Regions from separate parts of the Mus musculus genome. Here region 1 is linked to region 2. The links are chromatin contacts, called in public HiChIP or PLAC-seq maps. All regions are on one chromosome and are shown on one strand. The core of a region is the stretch at or near the end of the contact, and the rest is flanking DNA. Distances in the headings are between cores, read along the strand shown.

The links. HiChIP or PLAC-seq counts read pairs in DNA pulled down with a chosen protein or histone mark.
Region 1: a contact with region 2 is called in an H3K27ac HiChIP or PLAC-seq map of embryonic stem cells, with 15 read pairs. The contact joins the promoter of Ptprk here to the enhancer-like site in region 2. A contact is called at or near these places in 2 of 39 promoter capture datasets (3T3-L1-derived adipocytes and embryonic stem cells), 4 of 484 Hi-C or Micro-C datasets (cortical neurons and embryonic stem cells), 3 of 115 datasets of contacts at active chromatin or transcription factors (all in embryonic stem cells) and 1 of 9 other capture datasets (pancreatic islet).

What each region holds. Positions count from the first base shown.
Region 1 is chr10:28,070,485-28,077,798 of GRCm38.p6, forward strand. Ptprk (protein tyrosine phosphatase, receptor type, K) reads left to right here and starts at 4,336. Exons shown (of 32, transcript NM_008983.2): 1 at 4,336-4,693. The coding sequence starts at 4,597.
Region 2 is chr10:28,008,203-28,015,636 of GRCm38.p6, forward strand. No RefSeq gene overlaps it. Among named protein-coding and RNA genes, the nearest start is that of Ptprk, 63 kb to the right of the region's middle. Within about 2 kb of position 6,154, at least 11 of the 459 cell types and tissues checked have an H3K27ac peak or open chromatin away from gene starts, as enhancers often do. A contact at or near this core is called in embryonic stem cells, where this site is marked.

The sequences.
Region 1 (7,314 bases), core at 3,086-5,585, 60 kb after region 2:
GACGCTTTTGTGTCCAATATAGTGGGAAAGTGTATAGTTCAAGGCAACTAGAATGTGTCCTGGAGATGCCTTGTACAATAATTTATTAAGTCAGAGAAAGCAGGCTGGAAGCAAGGGTATGTTTATATAATTAATTCACCAAGACCAAACTCTAGTGACTTACATCTGCCAGTCATACCCATCTCTTAAAGGCACTATAGCTTCCAAAATAGCACCACAGTTTGGGAACCTGTTGCTCAGAATGTGATATGGTTGGGGCAGTTTCAGATTCAAACCATAACGCTGGTTTTGAGAGATGCCCAGCACTGGATCTGAATGGCCCCCCAGAATTTATTTATAGATGGCTTGGTCTCCAGCCCATGGGCGCACTGAGAGGAGACAGAACATTGAAGAGGTAGGAGGTGATCAGGTCCTGGGAGGGCACTGTGGTGTCTTGGCTTCTTTCTCTTAGCCATGGCATCCTGGCAACAAATGAGCGAGCGCGTGCTTCCCCACGTGTTGCCTCACTACTTCCTACTTCCAGCCTCTGCGCAGGGCCAAGCAATTGGAGACTAAAGCTTTGATCCAGGACAAACTGTTCAGTTTTAAAAAGTTGATGACTTCAGTTATTGTCTCCAATATGGATAACACCGTACTCTGTGAGCGCTCTATGGTCCCAGACTTTGAGACGCCTGTGCTCTCCCCTCTATCGAACACATGTACAACATACAATTCCACAAAGGGAATCATGTTAAAAGGTTGTATAACAAAGAAACCCGTTTAGGTTTTCTTAATTCTGAGTTCTCCAGACATACCAATCTCCAGTGGTTATTTTTTTTAACGACTCTTATTAACATTTGACAGAGCTGGGATTCTACTGGAAGCATTTTGTCAAACACAGGTCTAAGTTCATGATTGTAGCTAATAGGTGGTAAATCAGCAAGCATAAAAGACATTTTATGGTTCAAAGGGCAACCCCAGACCAGCAATCCTAGAAAGATTGTTACAAGTGAGTTCTAAGCCAGAAACAAAACAAAACAAAACAAAACAAAAATAACAGCAACAAAAAACCCAAATGAAGCTAGTGACCTTTCCATTGACTACAACCAACTATGTAGCAAAAAAATAAAAAAATAAATTAGGACCACCACCACCCAAAACAAAAACATTCCAGGAATATAGGTATGTGCAGCTGTAAAACTTAACAAAGCTAAGTTAACTGGTAATTGAATTAATACTACTCTCCCCCCTGTGACATTGAATCTGGAATGCAGGGATTTGAACTTGCCAGAGGACTGTTCTGCCACTGAGCTATGCCAAGCTCATGTTTTCTTGTTGTTGACATTGATTGTTTTAATTAGTCTTTTATGTCTTGTGTTGCATTGGTGTTTTGCCTGCATTTATGTCTGTGTGAAGGTGTCAAGTCACTTGGAGCTGGAATACTGATAGTTGTGAGCTACCATGTAGGTGCTAGGAATTGAATTTGAGTCTCTGAAGGAGCAGCCTCTGCTCTCAACTGCTAAGCCATCTCTCCAGCTCGAAGAGAGATGTTTCTTTGTTTGTTCTTGACTGTAGAATTATGTCATGTCATGGCTTTATTGTAATACATTACATAGAACATAGACTTTACCATATTACCCACTTTGAGTGTGTCATTTGTTGATACTAAATTTATCCACACAGCCTTACAGCCTTCACCACCAGCCTTCCCTCTCCAGGTTTTTTCTTCTTCTTTTAAAAAAAAGATTTCATTTTTAGTAATGTATACATGTGTGTTCGCTTGTGCGTGTACGTGTGGAGTGTGTGTCTGTGTGTCTGTATGTCCTGGTGTGGCACTGTGAATGCAGGTGCTCCATGAATCCATATGAGGGTGTCAGGAATGATGGAACTGAAGTTAGAGGTGGCTAGCCCTCTGACATGGCCCCTAAGAGCCAAACTCTGGAAGAGCAGAAAGGGCTCTTAACCATTAAACCCTCTCTATAACCCCCAGGCTTTTTCTCTCTAACCTGAAAGTTTATATTGTCTTCAGCTAACCTTCCCCAATGTTTGATCATAAACTCTCTTCCCTCTGCAGTTTCCTTTCTCCATAAAATTCCATTTTGTATATTATGAAAGACATCTACTAAGTAACACGCTTTATAAATGGAGTTGGCTTGTAAGTAGACATTTAATTATTTTCACATTTTTTTTGTAAATATCTTAGTTCCTAAAACATTTTTTAAAATATATATTTGGTGTTAGTGTTTGGACAGCAACTAGATAAAAGAATATGAACATTTCATTGTTTTCTTAAAATAAAAAAATGCTGAGGTAGGAGAGTGGCAGGTTCAAGACCAACTTACTACTAAAGTGATTCTAAGCCCCCTAGTCCATGTTTGTTATGAGCCCTAAGGATAAAGCTCCAAGTTGCTTGCCCAAAATGTTACTGCATTTTTTCTGGTTTTATTGAGATGGCATCTCTATTAATTCCTTTTAAGGATTTCCTTCTCTGTCTTCCTTTCCCCTCCCTTGTTTGGGTAAATTACTTTCTCCCTAGTCTTGTTTCCTTGTATGTGTACCACAAGACTCTTACCTGAACTTGATTCCTAACTGTGGTAGTGTCCATTTAAGATGCCTGGTACACTTTAGGCACCCTCACAGCATTTTCGTACTGTTATTTCTCTACCATAGAGAAAATGAACCAAATTCTTTATCCCTTGACTCCGGGAATGACTATGACAAGAAGTGAGGTTCTATCCACTATCTGTAGGTCTCGGAAGGGCTTCGTTTGCATGCTTACTCAAACAAATTGCCAAGTGATGAACATTTTTCATGCAAGAATAGACAGACAAATTCATATATGGACAGACAAGTTTCCTTTGCCTTTACTCTGGCAAATTACTGCTAATTTTAGAAAGTTTTGCTAAGTCTTCAGAAAAGAAAATAATAGGTTTTTGGTTACCTGTGATCTAATAAAGCTCTTTAGTGTACGAAATAAGGACCCTTGGTAGAGTGTGCTTAAAGTTATAGGTTAATGAGCTAAGGAACATTGACATTGTACCCAGAGGGAGATGACTGAACTATGCTGAACTGAATTGACAAGTGTTGGGCTTGTTACAGGTACTAATGAGCAGTCATCAAGGCTGTAGCGTAACGGACTTTCTATCCTCAGCAAATAAAAAAGAAACCCATTTTCTCCCTTCTTCATCAATATGTATAATATATGTGCATAGATGTGTGTGTGTGTAGTATACAGTCACTTGCATCTATTCCAAACCTAGTCATAACAGCATGTATTAATTACAGAAATATGTGGCTCGGTTAATGATGAGAATGCTGTATTAAATTGAATTTCACTTCATTTTGATTTTAAAAGGCTAAAGACATTTTGAGTGACTGACAGGTGCCAATCAAGGCTATTATTAGCAGTTGCATATATAGCATCAAAATTCAAAAAAAAAGTTAGGCTTATTCAGTTTTGGTCATACTTACATGTGTCATAATTTGCAGACATGAGTAAAAGTAAGCAACTATACAGCGTTGCTACAGAAGCAAGTGAAGGTGGCATTTGGAGAAATCACACCAAGCTGCTAAGGTAGCAAAACTGACTTCCTGCCTGTAACACAGCACACAGCATTGGGTTCCTTCGGAGCAACCATGCTGTGCTCATTGTTGGGATAAACTCCTTTTATTAAATACTTATTTCTTATATAGCTACAAGACAGTAAAAATCAAAACAAAACCAAGTCTTGCTCTACTCCACCAGGCTATGCGAAGGCTGAGCGGCTGGGAGCTTCCCAATGACAAATAAACCAGAAACGAGGCACGCCAGCTGTTCACACTGGAAACTTACCCAACATTTTATTTTGGTCCAAGTTTTATTTATTTCGTGAACAAACGAGAGTAAGTTTTCAATGGGGTAGGGAGCCTTATTCCTTATCCTATCAATAAGGAAGAGTGAAATTTCAGTGCAGGTCGGCGTTTTAAAGGTCACATCTACGCTCCCTTTTCTTCCTACCACCAGCCGCTCTGGTGGGACCGCCACCTTGGGGACAGAACCCCAGGACACCTCTCCTCGGGCGCCTCCTCCGTCGTCCGCCCACAGTTCTGCCTCTCAGAGTTGAATCTCAGGGATCCGGCAGGGAGCTGCGCCAGGTCCCCCTTTCCCGCTCGCCGCCAGAGAGCCGCGCGGCCACCGAGCCCAGGTGGCGAACAAAGGCGGCGCGGGGCGCAGGGCGCGGGGCGCGCGGCCCGGCTGGCGCGCGTCTCCCTAGCAGGAGGCGGCAGTGGCGGCGGCGCGCACCGGAGCCCGCATTCCTCCGAAGCTGCCGGAGCCCGCGGGGCGACGTCACCCCAGGCTCCGCCCCCGTCCCTCCCAGAGCAAACTAACTCTGGACTACCCTGAGCAGCCTCTGCCTAGCATGGAGAGCGGCGGCCGCGGCTGGCGGGCGACGCTGGAGACGCTTTCGCCCGCGAGGTAGTTGGCCGACGTTGCGCAAGGACGAAAGTGCTGGCGGGTGGCCGCGGCGTCTCCGCGAGCCCCCCGACGAGGCCGGGCGGGCTGCTGGCTGGCGGATTTCACCGCGATTCCCCCGGAGGCTCTTTGCAAAGCTGCTTGAAACTTCTCCCAAACTCGCCATGGATGTGGCGGCCGCTGCGTTGCCTGCTTTTGTAGCTCTCTGGCTTCTGTACCCGTGGCCTCTCCTGGGGTCGGCCCTTGGCCAGTTCTCAGCAGGTGAGAGGTTGGGGGTGGTCTGTGTCTGTCCACAGTCTTGGACTCAGGCAGGAAGGACTGACTGATTGCTGGTGCTGGGTTCGGGGATCCAGGGGGCGTCCGCTTAAGGTGGCGGGGGTGGTGGTGGTGCAGGTTGGAGCTAGGTCTGTCCTGGGAGTTTGTGTCAGGCGGGACGCAGGGCCAAGAGCTGTGCGCCCCCGTGCGCAGGTAACTTTTACGTTCTCGACCCATTGTTTCTGAGGCTAGTCCGGCGCGCAGACAGCCCAGGGTGTGCTGGATGGAGTGTGTGGCGACCTTGCTTTTCCTGGGTGTTCTTTTTGCCTGGGAGTCGGGAGCAGTCCACAGCATTAGTTAGGGAAGTGAGGAAGAAAAAGTACTTAGGGCTCCCGGGACCACGATTTTATGGCTCGCTGAGCTGGCTAGTGGCTCTCTGTCGCCAGACTGTTCAAAATTTCCCCGGGAAGTCTTTGTGAGAATTGTGGAGACACATAGGGACCGATCTCGGTGTGTTCTGCCAGGTGCTTTTTGTCCCGGGTATAACCGCCTCTGACTATTGTCCAGCTACTTCCCGGTGCCTCCTGGAGGCTCCTTCCTCCTCTGCTGAGGGTTCAGAGTTGCTCCTGGATAGATTACAGAGCACACAGCGTGGAGCACGTTGTATGTATACATTGGCAGAGTCCGTACGACGTTTGTAAATGTAGCTCTAAGGGTAGATTCAGAGCTGTCCTGGGCAGCGAGTTCTGGGCTCCCATTCCCGGAAGGCTTACCCTATTTATGGGGCGAAGCCACCACAAAGCTCAAATCTGGCTCCACACCACCCTGAGTCCGCCTGGGTGACCTGGGCTGGGAACGTTCGCTGTTCTCCTGGACAACCCAGGAGTGAGACGTGATGCGATATTCCAGGCTATCCCTTTGAGTTCTAAGTAAAACCGCTCAGATAAGTCCCAGGATTCCGGGTCTTTCAGACTGGTGGTCTCTGTTCCCGTCCAGTTTTGATATCCTGCCTGTAGGTCGCTGGCTTCTATGTATCTGCCGGCTCTGAAGTTTCACCAGGTGGACGCTGGGGAGCGGGCTCCCAGGTTTAAGCCTCTGCCTCCCACAAGGCTTTACAACTTTTCTGGTTAACCCACCCAGCCCAGCAAGGTTGGAGGGCGCATCCGCTGCTGCCTTGGTTCCCAGTGTTTGTGGAAACACAGAGTGGCCAGAGGGTGACGGGAAACGCGACAGCCGCGCTCCTGGCTGAACCAGCAGGATGGGAAGACAGAACTTACTTTGTACTTGATAGTTTCATTGTTGAGACTGCTCGATTTCCTGGAAATACACTCACCATGATGTTTTCCGGAGCAAATCGTCCCTTAGCTTTTCTTTCCCCCTCCCCTTTAGGAGTTAGACCTCGGAGTCTGGAGCTTGAGTGTATCCTCCTCGTAGGCAGAGACTATGAAATGGTAGCAGGCAAAGGAAAGACCGTGTGTGGGGTGGTGTGCAGAAGGCACCAGCTCTATGCAATGAATTCCGACGACTTAATTTAATTTTCTGGTTTCCGCGTTACCGAGTGTCTCTGCCATACAATGCTGTTAGTATTGGAACCATGCTTGATGTAACTCATTATATGCAGCAAGTTGGAGGGAGTATTGATTTCTACACGGTGCTTGTCGCTTCACGGAGAGCCTTGCTTGAGGAGGCATGTTATTTGTTAATTGAACTTTACCAGTTACATGATTAAACACATGTATTTAGAACTGGAGACTAGTGATGTCTTAGCAGCTGATGGATAGATTTTCAACATGTGAGAATTTTTTCTCTTTAAAAATGTTATTTATCATTTAATCACTGTGTACCGAGAGTGCCTCATCACACTGTGCAGATTTGTTTCTGGGAGTTTATAATGAATGCAGGCTCCACAGATCTGGCTCTCATCCTTATGTTTGCCCACAAATGAAGGCCTTTTATCTCTTGAGTTTAAAGTCAGATTGCGCACCTATCTGTTTTTCTCCAGAGATTGAAAGTTGGTTTTTGTAGACATCTCTTTTCTTCTGGCTGTCATAAATCATTTGGTATTGTAATGCCATTAAACTCTATGGCATATTTGTTAAAAAAAAAAAAAAGCATTGACTAGGGACAAGAAATTGGAAGTGCTTTGTTTTGTTCCTTGCTTCCCCCCTTCCCACTATTCTATTTTAAATGAGGAACTTTTGGAGGCATTTAAATGAACATGCTTTAAAGAGCTGAAGAGACATATTTTCTAAATTCTAAAGTACTTCATCCTACTATATATGCATTTTATAACATGATCACCAAGGGTGGTTCACCACTTTCCAGGAGTACTCTGTGGCTGTTAATGTAGGAAACATAACTACACATTTGGGAGGATAGTGTAGTTGGGAATGTGTGTATGTCATATATACATTGGATCTCTGTGTGTGTCTCAGTCACACATTTAACACTTTCAGAGTGCAACCTTCTCCTTTCTGTCTGCAGTTCAAGTGTAAAAGTGCTCCACAGTAAACATCTTTAAGGCCACGACTTTATCTATACATTTTACCTTTTACTTGAGTCTCTGAAAATGACACTTTTATCTGTATTCTATCCAGGAAAACTGAAGTGTGGGAAACCAGTCTGCT
Region 2 (7,434 bases), core at 4,904-7,403:
AACAAGTCTCTGGGCACACTTTTAAAGGACTATCTTGATTAGGTTAATTGAAAGTAGGAAGACCTGTTCTAAAGACAGACAGCATCATTCCCTCTGCATGATCCTGAACTGCATAAAAAGAAGAAAGCTAGCCAAGTAGGAACATTCATTTCCCTCGGCTCCTAGACCAGATGTCATATGACCAGCTCTCGAAAGAGGCTGCTTCTATGGCTTCCTCGCTATAATAAAATTTACCACACGTTGGGAGCCAAAATAGACCCCTGATCCTTAAATTATTTAGCAGAATATTTCACTACGGTATCAGGAAAAGCAGCAAGTGACTCGGATTGGTTGCTTGGTGGGTTAGCGGTTTTGTTGATTGATTGGAGTGGGGGAGGGGTGAGTTGGCTGGTTGGTGTTTTGGCTGTTTGTTTGGTGTGTGTTTTGACTGGTTGGTTGGTAGATAGGTTGGGAGAAGGTGTGTACTACAGATAGGACCCGATGCTCATATTTGCTAGCACTTAGGGGAAGCTCTGTGTTATACCACCTGAGCTAGTTGATTGGAAACGAGCAACCTCCATATTTGGTAGTGTGACATGAAATCTCAGAGCTGAGTGTGTCAGCGGGAGCTAAGTCATCAGACAATGAAGCGGCAGGAGAAACATGGTGTTTCGAGATGCATTCACCAACAAACTTTCTTAGAATACTTCTACCTGTTGAAATTGTGGCCCAACTTACTCCTGTTGGGCAAGAACAGTAGTAATCTCAAACCAGTGAGTCTGAATAGGAAAGGCACTTTCCCAGCCTCCTGCTGTCTTTCAAACAGTGAAACGGTCACTGTTGGAACTGACATCCATCACAGACAATGTACATTCTGAGTTCTATAGTTACAAGGAGTATGCTAATGGATAGGTAGCTAGAACTCTTGGTTTGTTTTGTGTTTTTCTGGTTGTTTTAACCTTGTTTTACCACCTGCCATGTAGTTTTCTAAAAGCCTGGCCTGGATGATAGGTTCACTTAAGAAAATTGTAGAATAGACTGAAAAGCCAAATGTGTTATGTAACAGTTTGGTGATTTTTGTGGATTTGCTCCCACCTCCGTTGCCTCCGTGTTTAAATTTCACATACTTGGGGGTTGTATGGAACATATGTTGGAAAAAAAAAAACCTCCCTGAGAAATTCATTTACAATTTATATTTACTATATTTATAGTAAATTCTTAAAATTCCATTTGCCTATAAGAATATAAATATTAAAGGATCCACTGGTGTCATACAACTTAACATACAGAGTTGATATGTTTCTAATTTTTTTATGCACTTAATTTATTCATTTTGTATGTGTGCTCACACCGTCATGGACATATCATTGTACACAAAAGGATGTCCGACAGCAGTTTGGAGGGGGGGCGGGTTCTTACCTCCCACCATCTAGGTCTTCAGGATTGAACTCAAATTTTCTGGCTTGGTGGCTCAGAGGCCTGTACCCTCCCAGCCATCCCTCCTGCCCTGGAGTTGATTGATTCATGAATGCTGAATGGCTTCTGTTCTGCCCTTAGCAGCTGTCTGATCTTGGGCTGTGATTCCATACCAGACAAAAATGCAAAGAAGAATTCATCAAGTAGTGGACCGACTTGTTTGTTATTGCTTTTGTTGTAATAGTGGTGGTTTGGTTTTGATTTTAGTTTTTTGAGAAAGGGGTTCTCTGTAGCCAACTGTCCTGGAACTCACTCCTTAGACCAGGCTGGCCTCAAACGAACTGATTCATCTGCCTCTGCCTCCCAAGTGCTGAGAGTAAAGTTGTGCAATACCACACTTGCCCTGCACTGACTACTATGAATTACCAATTAAATAAAGGACGTGGGTAATGTTTTAGGGGTGTTTGGATTCATTTGGGTATCAATATGTTTATTTGTTTAATTTTATTCAAGACCTCCCTTTGTAGACCAGGCTGCCCTCAAACGCACAGAGACCTGCTCACCTTTGCTTTCCAAGTGCTGGGATCAAAAGTTAGGGCCAGCATGTGGGGCTTAGTTTTGTTTTGTTGAGATAGTATCTCACTATGTAACCCAAGCTGGTCTTAAACTCAAGATAGGTAGTATTTCTACCTACCAAGTGCTGGCTTCTAAGTCTGTACCATTACATAAAGACTACTAATATATATTAAGTTTTAAAATATTGAAGGAGCTTCAGAAGCTGTGGATATTCAAGTATAACTTCTGTTACTTATGCCTACATAGAAGTCTGTACTCTACGTCTACCAATGAGCTCTGGAGATGGCCGTCAGTTCATCTGGCTTAACATCAAGTACCTTTACCTGCCAGGCTATCTCTGAGTCCCTTATGCTGCTCACAGATAAGCACAACCCACATTGTTGGTCAGAGTCTGCTTTCCCAGCCCAAGACAGAGCTAAGAGAAACTCTGGCCAGCAAATCCAGAACACAGCAGTTGAAGCCTCAAGAGTACAACAAGGCATACCCTCTCTGTCAGCTTTTTTTGCTTGAACTACCTTACCTGAATACTTGGCTAAAGGCTTCATTCTGCGTACCATGCAGAGACCTGGCAGAGCTACAAAAGGAAGTGTGCCTTGTCTTAACCTATAGCACCGCATCCTCTCTTTATTGCAACAATAAACAACCAAAAGCTTCATGGGAGAAAAATTCAGCCAACATTACCTGCCTGCTGCTTCCAGACTTGGGGACCTGAAACCAGGAGCCATTTACAGGAAAACAAAAGCACAATCTAAGCTGACTGGTGTCCTCTGGGAAAACAGGTTTTACTGGTACAGCTGCAACTCTTGTACTACAGAAGTACACCAGCTTCCTCCCCAGGCATGTCCCTGGAGGAACTAAAATGGCTTTCCACTGCCATCCTCTTCCAAGAGGACATGTGCCACTGGTATACATTAGGATGGTTGGGGAAAAAAATTATTTTACCAAAATAAACGTTTTAAATTAAAATTTATGACTATCTCTTTAATATACCCCAGTGGGTGATGTGTTAGCTTTGCCGTGTGTTAGTTTCCTATTACTATTCTAGGGACTGGAAAACTATTGTAAACTAGCTGCAGGGTAGGAAAAACATCGAAAATGGAGCATCATTGCCTGAGCAATAGGAAAAAAGAAAGAGAGGAGTTACAATGGAGGGATCCCATACCTGCTTGGCCTTTACAGCAGTGCCAAGGACTAGCCTAGGCTTGGGGAAGGGTTCTGAGAGAAAGGGTGTTTGAGAGCAGTGAAACAAACCAAATGACTGGAAGTCAATTCATGAGTCCAAGCTGACAGCCTATCTTCTGCTCAAGATGGTCTTCCAAATTAATTGCTCTCTCTCTTCTCTCTCTCTCTCTCTCTCTCTCTCTCTCTCTCTCTCTCTCTCTCTCTCTCTCTCTCTCTCTCTTCTACTCCAGACAGATTTTCTGTGTTCTGCTCTGCTACATACAGCTTTCTCTTGCTATTCTAAAGACTCTCTGGATAGCTCTTCTCTTGCAAACTAAAAGCCCACTCTTTTATGTTACTTAACAAATCTTTATCTTAGGCACCCTCTTGATTATCCCATGAATGAGCATCCCATGACCCTAGCTCCTTGATTCTTAGGAGACAACAAGAACATTTTGTTACCCATTGCAAAAGAGTTCAGAGATCTGCCTGCCTCTGTACAGCCGATAAGCTAGCTGGGTGGGGCCCTGTCCTTAAGTTACCATTTCTTGCACCATTTCTAATCTTAATCTATCTCAGGCCAATCCTGAACTCAGGAATCTGCCTGTCCTTGTAAATTTTAACAGAAAACTTAGTTTGGTGAGTGATCACAACTCCCCGAATCTCTATCTCCTTCCTTAATATCTTTCTGACAAGTTGACTCATAGCTCAGCTGCCTCTATTCCTTTAGATCTGTGAGGCCCCTTATACAATTCCTATTTCATTCATATGTTTTACAGAGTTGAGAAATTATATATTTGCAAACTCATGTTTTTAGAGTTCTTTTGCACAGCCTTAAGGGCTATCCAGAAGGTCCCATGTTTGCCATTTTGCTAAAGACATAGCCACACCCTCAACTCCAGAACTCATTCTTTCTCTAATTATCATGGAGTCATTAACATTAGCAGGGAGGACATTCCTCAAAGGAAGAATGTGAAAATATCTGCATTATTATGCAAACAAGTCTTCTGCCCAACTAAGCCTGTGGAGGCTCAAGCCCGGTTGGCCCTGTTCCAGGGGTGAGAACCATGTCATTTTCCCCCTACCAAGGCCATGCCAAACTGGACAGAGGAGGAGAATATTGTGTCCCATGTAGTCTGGGCCACATGGGAACTTCTGTAACTCTGGAAGAAAAAATTAAATTCTCCAAATGTTGTGCCCATTCAGGCTCTCAAAGCCCAAAAGACCACCAAGAAGCCCATTCTGACACAATTCCACTAGGGTCTTTTTTTTATTCAAGCTTGGACTTGGGCTCACTGCTGACCCTGACCAGCAGGATGGGAGGGTGAAGCCCCAAGTCCAGTTTCAAGCAAGCATTTATAGAGGCAAACAAGCAAGCCAAGGAGTTTTCAGCTTGGCACACATCTGAATGGGGGGCTATTATTGCCCTTTAAAATGGTTGGCTAGTGCTGGAAGCCAAACCATAAACTTAACTTCTGCTTTCCTCCTGGTTGGTGGTTGTTAGGGAGTGACTTGGAAACTAGTGCTAGGTCTACACCTTGTTGGAGAGTAACCTGGAAACTAGTGCTAGATACAGGATTGTTGATTAACTCCTGCTCAACCTTAGGTCAGGTTCTCTAAAATGGAGCCAGAACCCAAGATGGAATTGGTCTGGTCTTTCACAAGCAGAATAAAATGCAAGTAAGATCTGCTTTGAGAGGTGAGTGGTCCAAGCCTTTAATCTAGCACTTACTCAGGAAGCAGAGACAGTGGTCAGCCAGAGCTATGTAGTAAGACCCTGTCTCAGAACAAAAACCAAAACACTATGTGCTTAGATGCTGCCAAAAACTTTGCACAAATGTTTGTCTGTGTCGTAGAGTTTTATTGCTGTGGACACCAAGACCAAGGCAACTCTTATAAGGACAACATTTAATTGGGGGTAGCTTCCAGGTCCATTATCATCGAGACAAGGCAGGGACATGGCAGCATCCAGGCAGGCAGAGCTGAGAGTTCTAAATCTTCATCAGAAGGCTAGTAATGGAAGACTGGCTTCTAGGCAGGTAGGATGAGGGTCTTAAAGCCCTATACCCACAATGACACACCTATTCCAACAAGGCCACACCTCCAAATAGTGCCCCTCCCTGGGCCAAGCATATTCAAACCATCAGTGTGCTGTTCTTCTCTAGACTTTCCTACTCTGCACAGCACTCATCTACACTTGCATGTGTGACACAGTGTTTACATTGTCCTTCCACCTCTCCTGCCACACACTGCCTAAGGATTTAACTTACACAGTCTCAGCTCAGGCTGTCTCTGAGCTCTGGCTGTCACTTAGCATAACTGTCCTTATTTAGAATGCAACTACCCCACCTTTCGTCTCTTTCCCAAAGTAATCTCAAGGGGACAGATGCCTGTCTTGTTGATCTCAGCATTTCAAAGTCTAACTCGCCACTTCACATACATATTAAGAACTGAATTAGTTTATGAACAAAGAAGTAAATGATACAAACTACTTCTAACCAGACCATTGATCTTTTGTCTTTCACTTTATTTGGGAGATTTCTTTTCCTGTATAAATAACCTTGCATTCCATTTCCATTATTTATAAAATTTTAGTAGCTCTGGGAATATAACAATGGTATGGACATTAAGTAAAACAATCCAGGGAGAATGGCTTGCTTTTTTCTACACCAGAAAGAAAGTTGTGAAGATATGTGAGTGAGCCCCTTCAGGTACTCACTGATACATTCCCCTCCCATGGGTATTGTTGAGTGGCAAGTACAGAGACCACACTTTAATTAGAAGGTACATTTAGACCTCTAAGATATTATTTGGATACTTCTTGCTTAGGACATTCAGGAGATAAGACTTCCACAGATTATTTTTATTTAAGTCTTTCTGAATGTTATGGTGTCTTCTTTCTGTCCACAGATACCAATTGTTGAGGGACCCTAAGGGTGTTTTCTGGTCACACACCCTTCTTACAGCTTCCCCATCCTGCCTGAAGTCAAGGTGAGGCCAAGTTCCATTCTCCACCCACAGGAACATTCTTGAGTAAAAAATTCTCAGAATGGACTGACAGTCACCTGACCTTCGGGGAAGTCCCAGGTAGAGTTCATGTTTGCTAGCCAATAGATTTAAATGTCAATATGCTTAGCCAGTAAGTTTGAAGTATAACCTTGCTGATGTAACCTGTGCCCCGGAAAAAGTATTAAATCTGCTTGTAAGAGCCATTCAGGATCACCTTCTCCTCACTCTCCTCAAGGGACTGATTGAGGGTTGACCCTGATGCAATGGAAAATAAACCTTTTGCTTTTGCATTCATTTGCATCTTAGTGTCTCACTGGGGGCATCTCAAAATAAGTACCACTGACCTGAGAGTTGTAAGGAGCAGGGCTGGGGAGGGGGATGTTTCACAACAATAGCCAGCATTTTCCTAACAAGTACCACTCACACCAGGCCCACTGTGTCTCTAAAGAAAAACAGAGAATAGAGGAGGGGAGGGGAGGGGAGGGGGAGGGGAGGGGAGGGGAGGGGAGGGGAGGGGAGGGGAGGGGAAAGAAGACTTGTTGGAAGAGAAACATGAGGCCGAACACTGAGTTGCTTTAAGAGAGAATTTAAAACAAATATGACAGGTGTTTGTTTTTTCTTATTGCACCAAGAATGGAATTTACTCCATTAAAAAAATAATAATTGAAGAGAATAAAAACAATCCTGAAAATTTCTAGTTTAAGAAGTATTTATACATAAATAGTCATCATAAACTTTTGGCAGATATTGGTGGTATTTCACTAGTAATCATATAAACAGAAATTAACAGAGTTACAAAGAATGCAATCATTGTTTTTTAAATGTGTCCAAATTATTATTTAGGAGTCAAGACAAAACTAGGACAGATTCTTAACATTTTTATGCACAGAATTTTGGTTCTGTTTACTTTGGACTTGAGTTTTTGCTTTGTTTTCATTATTTCTCTGTGGAACTAACAAACTATATTTTTCTTTGATAAGCTTTACTTCCTTCTCTGGTAACAGACCTGCAACAGTTCCTTAGTAAAACAAATACTGAAATGACATGCAAGGTCAATATGTTCATTGGCAGCAGCACTACAACATGGCAGCATTTGCCGTGACATCCAGGGTAGCTGCAGATGGGGATGTGTGATGCTGAACAGGTATTTTTGGACAGAACACTTCAATTAGCCCTGGAGAAGTTTCTTCAGACACTTCAAGCTGTCTGCTTCCTGGTTCTGATACAACTCCTCTCCATATTAATACAACCAATAAGGTTCCCTTCCCTTCCCCTCCCCTCCCCTCCCCTCCC